Linked DNA regions of Mus musculus: region 1 is linked to region 2. The links are chromatin contacts, called in public promoter capture Hi-C maps. All regions are on one chromosome and are shown on one strand. Each heading gives the region's core, a stretch centred on a gene start, on an enhancer-like site or on the middle of the called end of the contact. The rest is flanking DNA. Distances are from core to core; before and after follow the strand shown. Region 1 holds the start of Tmem150a (transmembrane protein 150A). Region 2 holds the start of Serbp1 (serpine1 mRNA binding protein 1).

Evidence for each region. Promoter capture Hi-C pulls out the DNA fragments that hold promoters and counts their contacts.
Region 1: a contact with region 2 is called in a promoter capture Hi-C map of pre-B cells. The contact joins the promoter of Tmem150a here to the promoter of Serbp1 in region 2.

The regions. Positions count from the first base shown.
Region 1 is chr6:72,354,137-72,357,830 of GRCm38.p6, reverse strand. It overlaps Tmem150a (transmembrane protein 150A), which reads right to left and starts at 2,348. Exons shown (of 8, transcript NM_144916.3): 1 at 2,287-2,348; 2 at 1,519-1,700; 3 at 1,062-1,109; 4 at 695-781. The coding sequence starts at 1,583.
Region 2 is chr6:67,265,413-67,269,372 of GRCm38.p6, reverse strand. It overlaps Serbp1 (serpine1 mRNA binding protein 1), which reads right to left and starts at 2,394. Exons shown (of 8, transcript NM_001113565.1): 1 at 1,964-2,394. The coding sequence starts at 2,276.

The DNA of each region.
Region 1 (3,694 bases), core at 1,099-3,598, 5.1 Mb before region 2:
TAAAGAGCACATATGTATGAGAGATAAAGACATGCCCTAGTGTGGCTGGCAGCTCTCAGCCTCCTTTGCTGAGGCCTGCAGCTGCTCTGATTTTCTTGAACTTGTGCTGGCCACTCAGAGGTGCTGAGCTTAAATGCACATACTTTCATTGACTGTGTGACCTGAATAAGTGTCTCCAAGCCTGTTTCCACAGCTAAAGGGGGTGAAAAGAACAGAGCCTAACCTGCAGGATGGATTAAAAGGCACCACTGGCATATAAAACTCAGTGGGATGCCCAGCTCCTAGAAATAGCAAGTAGTGCACTTATTTCTTTGAAACAGCCTTACATTGCTCAGGCTGGCCAAAAACTAGCTGGGGGGTGATCTTGAATGTCTGATGCTCTTGCTGGGATTGCAGGCATGTGCTACCACACCTAGTTTTATGTGGTGCTGGGCTTTTATGTGCACGCTAGGCAGGCATTCTGCCAACTGAACCACATGCCCGATGCCCAGGCTCCCACTTTTCTCCTCTCCAGACAGGGTTTCATATAGCACAGGCAGGCCTTGAGCTCATCTTCCTACTGCTTTCCAAGAGCTAGGATTATAGCTTTGGCACTAAGCCTGGCCTGGCAGTATTAATTGACATTATATTAATGTTTCTTCTTAAGATCCAGAGACAGCTCCGAGGGGATTTCTGACAGTCTGGAGGGACCTACCTGATGAGAGGAACATCATCCAGGGTGCAGCAGCTCTTAGGGCCCCCTTGTTCAGCAGGGTCAGGAGAGCAGGATTCATTGTAGGACCTGGCAGGTGGGACACGGGGGTGGGGGGGGAGATTGGGGGAAGGAGCATCTTAGAACTTTTTTTTTTCCAAAGAGGAAATCTTTCAGACATCCCCAGGACCTTCCTGAAGCAGAAGCAAAGAAGATGAGGGGATGGTGGGAAGTGGGCAGATGAACAGGATGTCATGCCTGGAGACCAATGTCAGAGAACAGCCTATGGTCTCCGTGTAGCTTGTGAGCTCAAGGAGGGACAGAGATGAAGGGAGCTTTAGAGTGAGGCCATCTGTAGAGTGCTCCATACCAGTTCTCCACTGGGCACACGTGGCGGTTCATCACGGCCATGGCATACCTGTGGGAGCACAACTGTCACCCTGTCCTCATGGCTCTTCAGACCCCACCACCACCTCCTGGCTCTTTGACTTTTGACCTCATTCAGCCTCAATGCCCTGGCTGGGAATTTATTTGGTGGGGTGAAGAGGGAGGTAGTTACTGATGCTGGAGCAGACCCTGCACAATTGCCTCCACTAGAGAGCCTCTGGAAGTTGCCCTGTCTACAAGTGTATGTCAGAGCTGTCCTGCTGGACCGCAGTGGTGCCAGCTTGTCCCAAGAGGCTGTGTGCCCAGGAATCAGGCCAAGCTTTGGAGACAGAAAGAGTGACCCTGGGTACCATTCTGGAGCCTGCAAACGGGACAAGGGACTTTGTGTGTGTGCCATCAAGTTTCTATTAGACCCCCCCCTCCACACCCCTCTTACTCACACAGTCCATATGCCGGTGATGGAGAAGGCTGACAGGCTGACAGGAAGGAGGATCCAGGCGGTCATGAGGGAGTGGAGCCAGGGTGGTGGTAGTTTGGGGGTAAGGACAACAGGTAGGTGGGGAAAAGGGGGCAGGCCCAGCTACTTTGAGATATTTCGGTCACAATCATCAGCTGCCCTGGCCTGGTTGGGGAGAGAGATCAAGGTCCAGGGTCTGGTGACTGACCAGGGCGGGCGGGGGGGGGGGGTTGGGAGGGGGATGGGGATGGTGGGCAACACTTCATCCAGAGCTCTCCTTGGGCGTTTGATTGTCCAGACTTTGGGATGAGCCCCGGCAGGAACGTGGCACCCTCTGGCTTATCCATCTGGGGCCTCCGCGGTCTACCCAAATGCCACGGGCGCGCTGAGAGACTCGGGCAGGGCTGTAACATCTGGAAAGAGAGCCACGCTCCCCGGCCTGAGGGACGTCGGCTTGGTGAAGGCTGGAGCTAGGACAATCAAGGGGATCATGCCAAGGAAAGCCTGGGAGGGTGCGCCGGGCCGAGAGAGCGGCTCTGAGTCGTTGCCGGGCGGGCAAACCACCTGACCACCGCGCCCCGGCAAAGGGGCGGGTTCTCGAGGGAAGCTTGACCGGGTCCAGTTCGCGTGGGTACGGGGACCCCAATTTAGGTAGGAGTGTGCAGCCAGCGACAATACCCCCTCCCTCCAGAGCCCTGCTCCCCAAGGCGATCCCTCGGAGGCCGCGGGAGAAAAGGAATCCGGTACGCACCTCCCCGGAGCTCCCCGCCGCCGCTGCCGCCTCTCCCTGCTCGGCCCCCTCGTGGCCGCGTCTCCAGCTGCGGCCCTCGGAGCAGCCCTGAAAGGTTTAAAGGGCCGAACGGCCCCGCCCCTGGCGGCCCCAGGCCCGCCGCGCCGCCCGCCGGGACGTGGAGTCCGCGCAGCCCGGGCCCGGGTGCCAGAGCCCCGCCCGAGACTACAACTCCCGAGCCCCCGCGGCAATGTCACGGGGGAAACATGGGCGGTGCCCCAAGTCTAAGGGACCTGGGCGCCCGAGGCTATGACCCGGACACCTCTGACACTTAAGATCTAGAGGGCAGTTGTCATTCCTGCGGAGGGAGTGCGGGCGGGCTAGCCCGGCAGCTCTGCCTGTGCATGTCGCCTGTGGCTGTCATCGTGCACGTGGCTTGAAGAAGCTTTCCACTGTCTCAGTGGACTATATGACTTTGGGGGAAGCTCCTTCAACTCTCTCAGTGTGGCGCCCCAAGCCTGCCACTGTCTGAACAGGCATGAGGCTGGTGGGTGAGAAGCCAAGCACCGAGCCTAGGCTTGGCTTGGGAAACCCAAAGCTGGCTGGGTTCTGCTACCCAACTCTGTACCCTCCGGCCCGTCCCTTTTAGCAAACTCTGGAAAGGGCTGGCTTTGATTTTATTTTGGGGACACACGAGAACTGGCCATAAGTCACGGTGTCCAAGATGTTTCCTGACTCAACAACACTTACTTAAAATATGGTATAGGGTCCTAAAGGATATCCATTCTAAATACATGCAGGTGCCTGTGTAGGGCGGATAAAGATTAAAGCAGCCAGGTGTTCATTAGCAGAGGGAAGGTGAGGGACTCAAGTGGAATCTAGGAAGAGAAAACAGGACTATGTGGGGATAAGTTATTTATTAGTCTCTCCTTAATGGAAAGAGTGTGCTCCCTGGATATTCTTTTCTTGATGGAAAGGGCATGGCTACTTCTGCTTACATAGGACAATTGTTCCTGGTTCTCCCTATAAGCAGTGGGACCCCCATGAGACAGCGAATCATTATCCCAAGGGGATATGATCCCAGGCTGGTAAGAGTGGGAGATAGCCACCCCTAGTGAAACCAGGGCTAGCTGCACAAAGTCCTGTGCTGAAACAAAACAGAGCCAAACAAGTGGTGAACTGGACCTTTAAGAGGAGAAACCTTTTGGGGGATCCAAATGGAGGGCAGGAATGGTACAGAAACTACTAATGGCCTTTTCTCGCCTACCATCAGAACTTTAGTGAAAACAGGGCCAAGAAATATGGCTGTGCAATGATCACTGGACAAGACTAGCTGGCTGAATTGACAGGGGTGGAGGTGGGTATAAAATCCAGGCCAGCTTCTGACCTTTGGGACAAAGGTGACTCTCTCAGTAACAGAACATCTTCC
Region 2 (3,960 bases), core at 1,145-3,644:
AGTTGCTTTTCTTTTTTTGCTAAACACAAAAAACCTGGTCTACTTTTAATGACATTTTGCCAATTCAAGTTCTTCAAATAGACAAATGCATCAAAATTTATGTAGAAAAACATTACATTCCAGCATTGTGTTCCCGAGACACAGGACACACCATAGGTTAACAATTGTTTCCACTCTTACAGATAGGTACTTTGTTTACAAGTCTACCAACCACCACCACACAGCACTAACTGGAAGTTTTATTCAAAATTTCCCCATATGTATATATAACCTTATTTAAAATCAACTCTGGTTTTAAAGAGTGATCTAAGGGTTTGAGATGTGTAATGCAAAATTTTCCCCAGCAAGGACAAGGTTCTAAGTTCAATACCCAGTACAACCCATGGAAGACTTGGACGTAACTAAAAAAAAGGTTGACTACTATTGTGAAAAAGTTTTCTGAAGTAAATGACAAACGTAATCCTGGCTATAAATAAAAATGTCCTCCATTGATGACTTATGCTAGTTTACAGGCAAGATCATAAATTGGCTTTGTGATGAAAATTGAATAATTTAAAATCATGCTTCATGTTTTGACCATTTTTTGAGTTCATCTATGTGATGTGTTTTATTTACTCAACTTATTCATGTACTTCTGTGAATTACAGTCATAAAGGAGGTAAATTTTAGTAGTTTAAATAACACTATCTAGTGTCCCTAACACAGAAATTAAATGTCTTATTCAACTATGTAATGTCAAGAAGCTTAATCCGCTCAGTACTTCTGCCCAAGTGATGTTTTCTAACACTCCAGACTATGCTTCCAAATATATTAATAGAACTCTTCCCTTTTATAAATCTACTAGGAACTGGATGTTTTACTCTAAGCCTTCATTGAAAGACACCACCACCCCCAAAAAACTTCAAACCTAACACAATCTAATGAGAAACAATTCCTTTCATGAGCACGTGGCATTGAGAGGCACTTTAACATAATACCAATTTTAAAGATTCACAGGTTATTCTATATGTACTCGCTATTGATTTTTCACTTTTTTAGCCCCTAATTGCTTTGCCTTTTCATCCACAATAAGCCAGTAATGGAGAAGAATGCTAAAATCAAAACAACTATGAAACTTCTAGTGCCCTTGAAGAGACCATTAGCCGCCAATGAAGACCCGACCACGCTTTACGCACGTGCGGAGGAAAAGCTGCAGCCTGAGTTCTGCTGCCGGGACATGACAGGCTGGGCACTCATTTCGCCCACGAGGCCCAGAACAAGCAAAGCCCTATGACCTGGGGGCTCCAGGGAGTTAGTTGGAAGAAGAGATGGAGACATGAGATGGGTTCCACTAATGACCAGTTTTTTATTCGGAACTCCCTCTAAAATGAGTGGGGCTAAATTCTTCTCCTCTCCAACACTTTAGTTCTCGCCAGTAAGTTACAGGAACTTCTTCTAACGTAAGAGCGAAAGGGCACAACACAAAACACACACGTGGGACCCAAACAGCAACTCCTCCCTCCCTCCACTCTAACAGGGACCCCCAAACGGAGACGCAGCCCAAGTGGAAACTCTGAGCCCGGGCCTTTCCTTGAGGGTCCGCGCCATTGTGGGACAAGATGGCAGGGCAGGAGCCCACAGCAGGCAGCGGCAGCCAGGAGCCCGCCGGGCAGGAAGCAATGCCCGCGCTGCTTCCCGAGCGCCTAGAGCCAGGAGGCTAGCGCCCGGCAGGAATCGGCGGGAACGCCCGGGCCGCCCTCTCGGAGCACGCTCCGTCCGCCCGAGGCGGGAAGGAAGGCTCCCGCCGAGCCTGCGAGCGAGCAAGCGACCGAGAGAGCGGCGTGGACTTGGGACCAGCCACGTTCCCCGCACCGTGAAGGGGCTCCGAGGGCTCTGCGGCCCCGCCGCCTGCACGAGCAAGCGGCGGCGCACGCCCCCGTCCTGCCCGCCAGCCCGGGCTCCCCACCGCCTCGCCCGGCTTTACCTTCTTTCTTAAGCGCCACCGGCGGCTGCGTCTCCTCCTTTTTGTCGGCCACGCCGACGCTGGGGGGCAGCGGGTTCTTGCGGTCTTTCTGGGACTCTTTACGCAACTGTTTGCCCGCCGCGTTGGAGTTGGTCTGGGCCGCGGCCTGAGCCGCGCTCTTGGCCCCGGGGCCCCCAACGCCGCCCCCGCCGGCTTCTTTTTTCTTGTTCTCTGCTGCCTTCAGTACCTCGAAAGGGTCCGATTCGTCGTCAAATAGCTGGTCGAATCGGTTGGTGACCACGCAGCCGAAGCCTTCCTGTAGGTGCCCAGGCATGATGGTGGCTCGGCGGCGCGTTCCTCCACGGATTGCAGCGGACCGCGCCGAGCCAAAAGCGCCTGCTTCAGCTCTTCCCACAAGATGGCCGGGCCGAGAGAGGGGGGCCGCCTTCTCTTCCGGCGCCAAGCACACATCCGGGAGCGGCCTGCGCCGCACGGCACCATGGGGCCTGTAGGCCACAACTGATTAGCCCGGGATGGCTGTCTACTCCTGAACTTCAACTCCCAGCGTGCACTGCGCAGCAACTCTTCGCGCGCGCCTGAGAGGCGGGATCTCAAGGAAAGTGTGCAGCGTGCTCGCTGAAGGTGGGGAAGCGAGTACGGGGCGGAGTTCTGCCACCTGCTCTTGTCACCCTTAAACTCTCGGTCTTTAGATACCTCTGAGAACAGGAAAACGTGAGGGCGTCTTCTGCTCACGAAAGTGTTCTCTGTCTTTGGTTTCACTCATTCTGTCTCCGGCCAGGACTTTCCCCACCTTTCTGGGAGGGTCAAGGTGACTCCCAGACCTAGTAACTGGAGCCTCAAAAACTTCCGGGGGGTGGGGGGTGCCACAGTAGCCTCCGGTAGGTTGCGACCGCACGGCTGCTCGTCCCTGACTGTTGGATTTCTAGAGCTGTCCCTCCACCCTTCGTAACGAATCAAGGCAATTCGGTTTAATGTGGAACGGAGTTCCAGGGTTGAATCTGCGTGGCAGAAGGAATCCAAAAGAGGAGTTGAACTAATTGGGTTGCGCGCCTTTTCCGGTCATTGCAACCATGCTTTAAGAGCTGTTAAGTCCTGACTGCACAACTGCACGCTCGGCCATCCTCTAAAACAGTGTTTGTGGAAACGCTTTCTAGAATCAACGCGATAAATTGATCTGTCGGTATCTGGTCAGCGGTGTTAGTAAAATGTGCTCCAGAGCCTGGGGTGGTGGCGCATGCCTTTAATCTGAACACTTAGGAGGCAGAGTTCAAGGCTAACCAGGTCTACAGAGCAAGTTCCAGGACCGCAGGGATTTCATAAGAAAAAACCCTGTCTCCAGCTCCCCAAATGTGCTCAAGAGGAAATGTTTTATAGTACATTGGGTATTATGTGTGAAGGGAGGAAACTAATTTCGTAATTATATGCTAACTCTGACATTAGTTGGGAACCTTAAATCCCACTAAGACAATCCAGTGCCAATACACACTATAATTTTAAATCTTTTCCATTGATACATTATGTAATAGAAAACATACCTCAGGCAGCAGGTGCTACGAATGTTTCATCCTCACATCCTTTTAGATAAATAACTATCCCTTTCTCACAGGGATGAAACTGTCAGAATTGATAAAACTTACTAAGGTCACACTTAAGTGCTAGTGGCAATCTTCTAGCTGCACTATGAGACTGTTGACATCAATTCTGTAAACCAAGTTCTGTCCTGATAGAAATTACAACAAGTGCTGAAATTCCAATAACTAATCAAGTTTAAACAACCCTTTGAATCCGTCTCCTGGATCAACAGAATGAAAGGCAAAATGGGATTCCCATAGTAGTTTTCTGATCTCTACACTCATACTGTGGTACATTCACACTCAAACACACATAAATAAATAACAGATAAAAGTGTTTTTTTTTAATGTCTAAAGAATGTCTGCTACTATCAGTAAGAACATTTATAGGATAATCCTCACAGTAAGAGCAGAGGAGACTCTCCA